2 separate regions of the Triticum aestivum genome follow, and region 2 is linked to region 1. Evidence: chromatin contacts called from public Hi-C data. All regions are on one chromosome and are shown on one strand. Each heading gives the region's core, a stretch centred on a gene start, on an enhancer-like site or on the middle of the called end of the contact. The rest is flanking DNA. Distances are from core to core; before and after follow the strand shown.

Region 1 (5,759 bases), core at 1,092-3,591:
ACATACAACACAAACCTGCATCCAAGGGGCTGATCGCCGTTTAGAGATTTATTCTCCAGTCTTTCAGGACGGCCTATCTGGATATGCTCCCATGCCCATATCTGCAATGTGTATTGATTTGCCATTAGTTGCTGTACTAAGAAAAGGTACTGCATGGCTGGGGAAATATACCACTCCTCTGATCCGAAATAATTGTCGCAAGCTGTACACGACTTTGTACTATCGCAGCAGTTCCTCCACGAAAATTAAAGCGGACCGGAGGTAGTACCTGAAGAAGAGTGAGAAAAGCACAACAGTTAGCCTTGCCCTTCATGCTAGCCTTTCCAAGTTCTCTGTAGAGGTGAGCAAGAACAGCAGCCCCCCAAGCCATCTCCCCTGAGGCATCAAAATCACGAAGCAGTGCCAAGTATCTTAAGTGCACTCGAGTCCCACTCGGGTCAGGAAATAAACTGCAGCCAATTTGGTACATTATGTAGGCCCGTGTAGCATGCTCTATTTCTGACTGATTAGCTCCCTCTGGCAAGTTACTGAAAGTGTCATACAACCATGCAATGTTGATAGAACCACCTTTTATCTGTGGAGGTTCTTGGCCTAGTAGCTCTAAACACAATTGTTCCCAATGACAGCCTGTTGCGCCAGTCACAGGAGTACCATCTACGCGAAGTCCAGTAAGAATGGCCACATCCTTCAAGAGGACAGCCATCTCTCCAAACCGCAAGTGGAAGGTCTGTGTTTCACGCCGCCACCTTTCGACCAAAGCATTTAACAAAGCATGGTCCAACTGAACCCTCTTCAAGAAACACAGGTGGTAAAATCCAGCTCGCTGCAATATTGCAAGCATTCCCTCATGCTTCACTTCCCATTGGTTAAGTCTTGTGCCATGTTCGATAAACCTAATAGGTTTGTACACCTGCATTTTTAGCCCAAGTGAGCAACAGCAGAAGAGGGTCAATACCTTACTGGAGTATCTTTACAGAAAAACGTAAGGAAAACCTCTAAACTGTTACCTTCCCAACAGATATAGCTTCAGATTTATGAAGCTCCTGCTCTACAAGAACAGATTTATCAACAGGACCAGGATCCAGGTTCTGCTCCATTTACAGCCAGCAGAGAATAGTAGCTGCTGTAATATGCCTAACAAAGAAGGACGGTAATGAGTAATGACCAACACAAGACAGCATATCAGTTCATAAACTGATAAATGCAGTATAGTTTTTTTTGCTAAAATTCCCCTTTTTACCTTCTAAAATGACATGAGTGGCAGTGAATATTCTTCCAGGTTTTATAACCTAAATACCAAAATACACACTCTGGAACCATTTGATTATTATGTTTAGTACTGATTTTACTTCCAGTTCTAGTCCTTTCTTCTCCGTAAAGTTTCAGAAAATTATCCATCATACTAGATTTTTTAATTAAATATTTTTGAATTCCAAAATTGATTTTGAATCAATTTACTTTTATCTTATGCCTCCAATGTGGTCGGACCCTGCGCAAGCGGGAGCTACATGCACCGGGCTGCCCTTTTTTTTTATGCCTCAAATGTGTCACCCCAGACAACAGCCACGGGAGTGGACCAGTTTTGTTGGAGGCGGGGGTAAAAGAAAATGCAATTCACTCATAGGTAGTCAGGTACACATTTTCTCAAAAAAAAAAAAGGTAGCGAGGTACAATATTACCAGGCACTCCATAGGCAAGAAATGCAAGAGTGACAACATTCGTATGCTGAGTAGATGCTAGGCCAGGTTAGGGGAACACAGATCACCGTGCATCTGAAACACATGCTTAACCATCAAGCTCCGGTGACAAGAACTTTAACGGCCGTGCCAAAGTTCCAAGGATTTCTGAGCACTGGTAGAATCTACACTCTGCATCTCAAGTATACTACACCATCTCAAAAGCTTCCTGGTTTTTGCCCCAGCCTCACAGAAATGGCCGAGACGCACACGGAAATGCAGCAATGCATTGCGCACAGCGTACACAGCTGCATTGCAAGAAAATGGGGGCATTAGAGCTAGGGTTTGACCTGCGCTCGGGAGGCGTTGCGCCGCCGAGGTTCCCGCTAAGCTCCCCAGCCGGCGTCCATGGCAGCTTGCGCGCGCTCGCCAGCGTAAGTCGTAGGGGAGGCGAAGCCGGCGGCGTGTAGCGGGTTGGGGGCGTAGCCGGCGGCGTGTTGCCCTCCGGCTCCGGCTCCGGCTCCGGGTAAGGTCGTAAGACTGCCTCGGGCTGGACCGAGAGGCCCACTAACGTACGCAGGCCTCGCGGGCTGGGCTTTCATGGGCTCCCCCGTCCCTGTCCCGTGCCGTGCGGCGCGCTGCTCTCTCACGCTCCGCGTCCGCGGCAGGGTGAGGCGTGAGCAGTCCACATCCTGTCGCGCCGTCAAGTAACTGCTACATGGCCTGGTGCGCCCTGCGCAGCCGCCTCCACCCGCTCTCCCCCTCCTCCGCCGCCGCCGCCGCCGCGACGCCCCACCGGCTCCTGCTCTGCCTCCTCTCCACCGCGGCCCCGCGGCACTCCCACGGCCACCACCACCGCCGCCGCCACTCGCCCACCGCCTACGCCGCGGCCGCCGCCGAGTCGCCGCGCCCCATGCCGCCCATCGGCCGCGCCACGCGCCACCCCGCGGGGGCCACCCCCATCGCGCGCGTCTACGCCGACGCCAACTCCCAGCGGCCCAAGGAGTACTGGGACTACGAGGCGCTCGACATCGAGTGGGGGTAAGGAGGCGCGGGAGCCCGTGCGTGACACTCCAGATTTGCTGTTGGCTAGGGTTCGCGCTCTGACGCTGGCTGCCCCTCTGCGGGCGTGCTTTGCTTGCTTGCGTTGCGTGCAGGGAGCAGGATGGGTACGAGGTGCTGCGGAAGGTGGGCAAGGGCAAGTACAGCGAGGTGTTCGAGGGATTACGGACCAGGAGCGAAGAGAGGTGCGTCATCAAGATCCTCAAGCCCGTGAGGAAGAAGAAGGTATGCCTTCATCTTCATGTCTGCAATGCTGCTGTGTCTGTTGTGTTTCTATTGATAGGTTATTGGATGCTAAATCCGAAGAAGGCCAGAGCGCTACAATCTTTTGTTGGATAGTGCAAACTTAACTTCGTACAAATTGTTTTAGGAGTACATCTTAGCATTGGTCGATGTGATTTGGTAATGATTCAGGAGGTTGTGGAACTATTATGTTATCGTGTGTGTTAGAACAATTTCACATGAAGCAGATATTTGGTTTGGATTTTATCCATGCGAAAACAACAGATGCGATTGAAACGGTGAGAAATTAGAGATGTCAAGTTCTGAGAGCCCCCATGCACCATTTCCCCCATCAGCCTTTAATGGCGTGCCACAGTAGCAAACCTCCTATTCTCCCCTTCCCTCCACTTCCCAATCTCACATCTGGTTTTGGTGAAGGGCTCCTTGTAGGTGAGGGCCCTCTACCCCATCCCCCCTCCCTCCTTCTTACGTGTTCATGGGCCAATGAGCTATTGTGTGCATAGGCTGGATGGGGATGCGTCAACAACCACTGCGTCCGGCGTGAGTCAGCAAGCTAAGTCTGGGGGTTCTCATTGGTCACTGGTGAGCAGCATCAGAAGACAAGAAAATTGAAATTAAAATTTTAACTGCGAACAAAAGAGTTGTCCTGTAGTAGATCGCTGTTTGCATGTGTCATCTCTATTTCCTTCTTTCATTGTTAAGCCACCTTGGAACCATGTCCTCAGAACTTCTCAGGGTCATCCTTGCAACTGTCCTTGACTCTGTTCTAGGCCTTCGTAAAAGTTTTTGATTACTGTTCAATTTTTAATTTCAGATGCTGTGTTAACCCTAGCAATTGGGTATCGAAGAAAAAAAATTGAATCTGGTTTCGCTCTATTGCCCATCTAATTGCATATTGAATGATCATGCTCTGATCCTTATTCCCATATAGAAGTTTCTTCCCTTGTATCTAACTTGGGAAATAGTGATTACCAATTGCTTGGTTGTTTCTAGGCATACAATCTTATGAGCTAAGAATGTGTTAGCATATGCCCCACTTTAGGACCAAATACAGTTCAATGATGCACCTGTGCTGATGTGTTTGGTTATCTATTTGCTTCATTGCAAAGTACTGTCATTGCATCTTGTAATGTACCTGGTGTGTCTTACTACCAAGCCTTATTGAATTTTGTATGATGATGCAGATAAAGAGGGAAATAAAGATACTTCAGAACTTATATGGCGGACCTAACATTATAAAGCTACTCGATGTTGTCAGAGATGATGATTCAAAGACACCCAGTCTGATCTTTGAATATGTCAACAATACTGACTTCAGAGTGCTCTACCCCACACTGTCGGATTACGATATCAGATACTATATATTTGAATTATTAAAGGCAAGAATCTGAACTGGGAAAGTATTGACGTGGATAATATTCATATGTTCTTCTCTATATTGATTTTTCTTGGTGCATTTCTGTTTTCTTATTTAAAAAATATTTATATTGCATAATCGGCAAACTGTAGAGTATTGTGGCTTGTTTCATTCTAATCATGTTTTCCCAATACATGAATTCTTTTTATCTGTAGTGTGATTTCATAATTGCTGCCTTCCTCCCCTTGTTCTGTAGCTGTATTTTGAAAAATACTGGTACTTATGTGGACCAAGAGTGACATCTCTTTCTACAAACTACACTGTTTGAGAGTTAATAGCATACTTAGCTTCTTTCCTTTGATTTTGTTTGGGTTGGTAGAATCTCATGGGTGGACAAAGTTGAATTACGTCAATGTGTACTTCTACACTTGACCTACAATATTACTACCTATTTTGCAATATTCAAACACATCAGTATGTCACTGGCACAGTTTTGCGAAGCAATTCTGTTGCTGAAGTTTGCACTATTTCAGTGGCCAACACTGGATGCAACATACTGAACAAGCATTTAATTTGATGGTCTTTAACCTTTTCCAGGTGTTTGTGTAGGCACTAGATTTTTCTCACTCACGGGGTATCATGCATCGAGATGTCAAGCCCCACAATATCATGATTGATCATGAGAAACGCCAGCTTCGTCTTATTGATTGGGGTCTCGCTGAGTTCTATCACCCCAGGATGGAATATAATGTTAGAGTTGCTTCAAGGTTAGTCCCACAGGCTCTGAAAATTGGATGCCATTAGACTTATTCAGCTTGCTAGTAACGGTATTTTAATTTTTGTAAGTACACTTATGCATGTAAAATTTTAACATTGCATTCACTTGTGGACCTCCTATGGTCCTCTGTTGTGTATGACTTCAGCAGATTTATGAAGCGGGACTGAATTCTAGAGCTCCTTTATGTTGGACCTGCTTGACTTTGCCCATAGCAATTTTAAATTCACCTACCTGACTTATTGGAAAGAGTCGTGTACGGACCCACAGTAGGTTATGTCATTAGAGTATCATCCACATATATAAAGATCAATATAACTGTCTCCAATGTTTCTATTAGTGCCTAGTTGCAACTGCTGGTTGATATTCTCTATTACTCCCTCCGCCCGGAAATACTTTTCAGAGAAATGAATGTGTCTAGACGTATTTTAGTTCTTGATACATCCATTTTTATCCATTTCTCCTACAAGTATTTTCGGACGAGGGAGTATTTTTCTTCTGTTTATCTGTGGCTTACTGCATCCTGTGCTGTTGACAGATGCTATAAGGGCCCTGAATTACTTGTGGATTTGCTCGATTATGACTACTCGTTAGATTTGTGGAGCCTTGGTTGCATGTTTGCTGCAATGGTAAGGAGCAAGTCTAT
Region 2 (5,759 bases), core at 1,608-4,107, 470 kb after region 1:
CGATCTTCGCTTCGGCAAGACGTGTCAAGAAACCGCCTCGCATTATGTGTGGAGCGGGTTAAGAGAAACGGTTCGAATAACCGCCGGGCCATGACATGACGTCATGTTACCAAAACAAGCTAGCGGATTAGATCTGCGGAGACATTATTCTCTCTACGGTGAGATGTGGAACTTATTTTGCGGGGTCGGACATTATCCTCGTATTCAAATTCTTCGGTGATGTATTCGGAGAAGGAACCCGCCTTGCAATGCCGAAGACAACTGCGCGCTGGACTCATCGTCATTGAAGCCTGGTTCAGGGGCTACTGTGGGAGTCCTAGATTAGGGGTCTCCGGACAGCCGGACTATATCCATTGGCCGGACTGTTAGACTATGAAGATACAAGATTGAAGACTTCGTCTCATGTCCGGATGGGACTCTACTTGGCGTGGAAGGCAAGCTAGGCAATACGTATATGGATATCTCCTCCTTTGTAACCGACCTTGTGTAACCCTAACCCTCTCCGGTGTCTATATAAACTGAAGGGTTTTAGTCCGTAGGACAACAATCACAACATACAATCATACCATAGGCTAGCTTCTAGGGTTTAGCCTCTCTGATCTCGTGGAAGATCTACTCTTGTAACACCCATATCATCAATATCAATCAAGAAGGACGTAGGGTTTTACCTCCATCAAGAGGGCCCGAACCTGGGTAAAACTTTGTGTCCCTTGTCTCCTTGCTATGCTTAATGCTTGTCATTATGGCCCGAGTGCCATGATTTTATATTTGAACATATTATGCTTTAATGAATATATTTTTGTTCTTGATCTTACCTTCAAGTTGTATGCACCTGCTATCGTTCTGGACCTTAGATCCCCAAGGTGACCTTGAATTGGGATATTGACGGGGATGACTTTCACTTGAGGAGTTCATGTATTCACTATGTGCTAATGTTTTGTTCCGGTTCTCTATTAAAAGGAGCGTCTTAATTACTTTTAGTTTCCATTAGGACTCCGCTCCCACGAGAGGGTAAGACAAAAGATGTTATGCAAGTTCTTATCGTAAGCACATATGACTACACACACACACACACACACACACACACACACACACACACACACACACACACACACATATATATATATATATATATCGCGCTATTCGTCACCCTAGGTGGGGAATAGTTATTCTTCACCCCCCTCTATTTTACCATCAATACACCGTAATTTTACGTTCCGTAAGTTTTGTCTTATTTCCGACGCAAAAAGAGACAGTAAGAAAATATATAATCGCCGTAAAAAATATTTTATGTTATGTAAAATTACAAATGTAAAAACATAGTGTAAAATACACATAAACTGTAAATTTTCTTGTCTTATGACCTATATTTTTATTTTCTTATGTCAAATTTTATGTAGTGAATCAATAGGAATGTAACTATTTGAATTCCAAACGTAATTTAATTATGACATGATCGTAACACTATATATATGATTAATGAATTGGAACTATTGTGTATCATTTTAGGTTGTGACAGATACATATTGAATCTCATCTGAATATCCATCGCTACTCCATGCCTACGTTTCAATACTATTGCCTTTGCTCAAGTTACTACTACTCTGATGGTTACAAAGTTGCTAGTACTGTTGCTGTTACTTTGCTATCACTGCTATCATATTACTATGCTACAAATAAATTGTTGCAGCGAAATGATTTCTTAGGTGTGGGACAAAATTGAGCAGAACTATGGAAGGAGGAACATGAAAATAGTAAATTTCATCTTAAAATAGCCTTGTGTAAAATAGCAAGGCTAGCATGGATGTCAGTGTTAGAACTATTGGGACACAATGAAGTTTTATAAAGTGTTGCAAGACATTCATCTCTTCAGTATACCAACACCTCCATGTATTGAAAAATTGTTCATGAATTAGAAAATGTTACAAATTTGAAAAATGTTCATGAATTAGGAAAAATATTCGCAAATAAAAAAGAATTCAGATTTCAAAAAATGTTCACGGACTCCAAAAATGTGCAGTAACACAAAAAATCTCAAAGTTTATAAATCTTCCTGTATTTTTTGTGCATTTTTTAAAAATTATCATAAAATAAAAATATTATAGTATGTGAAAAAATCAAAGTATATAATAATGTTTCTGAATTTGAAAAAACGTTCAGAAAATGTAAAAATTTCCAGATTTCAAGAAATGTTTGCAAATTCGAAAAAATTTAGTAATTTTAAATAATTGTTGCAAATTTCCAAAACTTTTGAGAATTAAAAATTAAAATTCAAAAAATACGCTTACATTTAAATATGAAAAATACTTAAAATAAAACAAATTTAAAAAAATGGCATAAAAGAAATTCAAAAAAACTGTTCAGGGAAGGTTCTAGAACCTTCACAAATTTTGTTGGATACCTACGGGCATCTCTAACACTAACTCCTAAAACAGACACACTATTTGTCCATGAACTGGTCTAGATTTGTCCGCAAACACTAATACGGGAGCCGGCTATCCAACCATATCCCTAAATGTTCATATATGCGTGTGCATATCGTGGTTGATGAGAGAGAGAGGCGATGTCCGGCTGTTCGACGTGGTGGCTTTTGGCTGGCTAGGTTACCGGAATTAGAATATCGGGACCAGTCTGCAAACGTTTGAGGCATATCCTTTGATGACAAAAACGTGCCAACTATCGAAAAAGACATATAGGGGTGATTTGAGGGTCTGCGTCGCAAATGCCCTAAATAGGAGAACCCAAAAGCCGCGAAAATAAATGACCTAGGGTGCATGTTTTCAGCTATTCTCGATGTTACGCGCATAATAGGAACCACCGCTCGCACGTGCCCACTTACGGACTCAACATCGCTATTTATCGCCTAATGCGAGGCAGAGCTCCGGCTTGCCTCCGACAAAATCCTACTGGGTCGGCCAATGCTGTAGATGCCGACGCAAGTTTTTCTTTCTGTGTAGTTTCTTATCAAATTTTCATTGTTTGCACCGATTTTCTTCGGGTTTGTTTGATTTTTTTTGAACACTTGTCTACATTTTACGTACACATTGTTCATTTTTTTACATCAAGAACATTTTTTAAATACATGTTTAACATTTTTCCAACTAGATTTTTTATCTACATTTCACATGTCTGGAATAAAAATAACATTTATACATGTTTAACACTTTTAAATACATGTTCAACCGATTCTAAATATATGCTTCTGAACATTTTTTGAATGCATGTTATAAAAATTTAAAATACATGTTGAATTTTTTATTTGAATGATATAGATCATTTTTTTAACTATGCAAATTTTTTGTACGTTGTTAAAGGCTTTTCTTAAAAAAGGGAAGAAACATATTTTCAACATGTCAACATTATTTTATGAATGGTGTGAAACAAATTTTTGGGCACATGAACAAATTTTATTTTTTAATATTCTTAAGAACTTAAGGTACATTATTCTGGAGCACGTGGATATTTTAAACAACCACAAACAAAAATTTCACACTCTTGCGAGTTTTAAAAATATGTCATGAACAATTATAAAAATAAAGTAAAATAATTTTGAGAAATTTGTATAATTAATGCTTTCCAAATCTATCTAGATGTATATCTATCCATCTCCACCTAATAACAAAGCAAATAGTGCTTCTGGTGGTGCGTCATAAGATTTGCCCCAAATGCCACCGGTAAGACGGAAAATGATCCGTTTTTTCTTTTACAATTCGGTACATCGGACTTGGTTTATAAGTAGGCAGCACAAGAATGTACAACTATCAGGCAAGCAGGGCAATGGCTGGAGCTCCACTATTCCACCTAATAGTTCTAAGTTCGATTCTAGGTGAGTGCAATTTTCTTTCATTTTGGTTTACTTTTTCTTTTATCATGCATATCTTCTTAAAATATTCATATATTTTGAATCCTAACTCGAAATCTTACATGTTATATATAAAAATTACTCAGGAAAATGTGTAGATTTCAGATATGATATCATCTTGCATGTTAATCATCTAAAATTAGATTTACGATGTAATCTTAATTAATATCCAATGCTATCTATAAGTGCTTCTGCGCCTAGGCAGGCCCATGTAGCAGGGACCTCCGATACTACGCTCTGTGCAGGGAGACGACACGACGTGCCCATATGGGCCAGCCCATGTCCGGGCGGCCTGTTTTCTAAATTTCGTTTTTTTCCTTTTATTTCATTTTCGTTTTCATTTTTTCTATTTGAAATAATTTTCGACTTCAATAAAGTTTCAACAAGGAAAAATAAACAATTTTAAAATAAAATTCATAATAAATCATAAAATGTTTGTGTACTCGAAAAGTATTCGTGATTTTATAAAAATGTTTTAAATTCTGAAAACAAATGTTGGGGAAATCAAAAAATATTCATGGTTTTTTAAAAAGTTTTGTGTATTAAACAATGTTTATAAATTGAACAAAATTTTGCCAGTTCAAGAAATGTCATGAATGGAAGAATATCGTAAAAATTCAAAAACTGTTCATGACTTAAAAATAGTTTATTCATTCATAAAATGTTCGCTGATTAAAAAAAGATATTTAAATAAAAAACTTCTTGAATATAAAAAATAGTTCAACCCATTTCTAAAATATATTTGTCGATTGTAGAAATGTTCGCCGATTCGAGAAAATTGTTTGGAAATAGTATAAAATGTTCTGGAATTCAAAAATGTTCTGGATTTTAGAAAATGTTTGAAAATTGGTAAAAGTGGTCATGAATTTGAAAATTGTTGATGCTTTGAAATATATTCACGATTTTAAAAAATGTTCATGATTTCACGCAATTGAGAGTGATAGTGTATTTTGGTGATGCAGAAAAATGTGGTCATGGCCATTAGAGATTGTGATTTTTCCCCGTTGCAACGGACGAATCCTTTTGCTAGTACAAGAAAAAAACAAAAAGACGAGTCAAACAAATGAACGAATGTTTTAGCAACTAACGGGCCAGCCCACAACCAGGATGGTACGTACACTCACCTTGGCGAGACATATGTGCACCCGTGAGGCCGAAGTCCTATTCAGCGTCATTTACAGCTCTTTGCGCAAATTGCGAAATCACTAATTAAGAGGTATCCATTGCAAAGGTCACTTCCATCTTCTCAAGTTGCGACGATTGGTACACTGCATGTGCGCCATTTCAATCTTCTCAAGTTGCGTAATCACTAATTAAGAGGTACCCATTGCAAATCCTACTTGTTTATTTTTTTAACCGCACATCTGAATCGCGAACAATTTTAACCGCTAGACTTCTCGCATCGAGATTTTTTAAACTAGATCCCATATGAATACTTTCCAACGAATTTTTTCATGAAAAAGGGGGAAAAATAAGCCCGAAGCATGATTTTCCCCACTTTTTTCCATTTCCCAAGAGGCATGCCTCCACGCGACGCAAATCTGTTTGTCTCTCGGAAGGAAAAAATGTATTTTTTTTCTTTTGAGACGCACAGACGTACCCCTCGAGGAAGCAAACTTGTGCGATCTCAAAGAAAAAAACATATGCCTTTACGAGAAACAAATCAATGCCTCTTGCGAAAAAAGAAAAAAACATGCATTTTTTTCTTATTCCAAGAGGCATAGGTGTGTCTCTCGTGGAAGAAAAATGGTGGCTCCAGAAGAAGCAAATATGTGCCTCTTGCCAAAGAAAGAAAACATATTTTTTCTCTTCCCGAGAGGCACACCTCGCAGGAAGCAAACATATGCCTCCACGGAAATCAAATTTTCGTCTCTTGTGGAAGAAAAAAATGTATCTT

The links. Hi-C and Micro-C count contacts between places; a contact is called where the count stands out from the background.
Region 2: a Hi-C map of leaf shows a contact between it and region 1, with 5 times the contacts expected there. The contact joins the enhancer-like site here to the promoter of LOC123105124 in region 1. A contact is called at or near these places in 4 of 5 Hi-C or Micro-C datasets (leaf and an unstated tissue).

Annotation. Positions count from the first base shown.
Region 1 is chr5A:595,294,378-595,300,136 of IWGSC CS RefSeq v2.1, forward strand. LOC123105124 (casein kinase II subunit alpha-2) reads left to right here and starts at 2,342. Exons shown (of 10, transcript XM_044527123.1): 1 at 2,342-2,717; 2 at 2,834-2,963; 3 at 4,166-4,360; 4 at 4,948-5,105; 5 at 5,652-5,742. The coding sequence starts at 2,395. It overlaps LOC123105123, which reads right to left and starts at 2,280. Exons shown (of 7, transcript XM_044527121.1): 1 at 2,027-2,280; 2 at 1,008-1,120; 3 at 269-910; 4 at 16-101. The coding sequence starts at 1,097.
Region 2 is chr5A:595,759,239-595,764,997 of IWGSC CS RefSeq v2.1, forward strand. No RefSeq gene overlaps it. Among protein-coding and RNA genes, the nearest start is that of LOC123105126, 150 kb to the right of the region's middle. Within about 2 kb of position 2,858, at least 1 of the 8 cell types and tissues checked has an H3K27ac peak or open chromatin away from gene starts, as enhancers often do.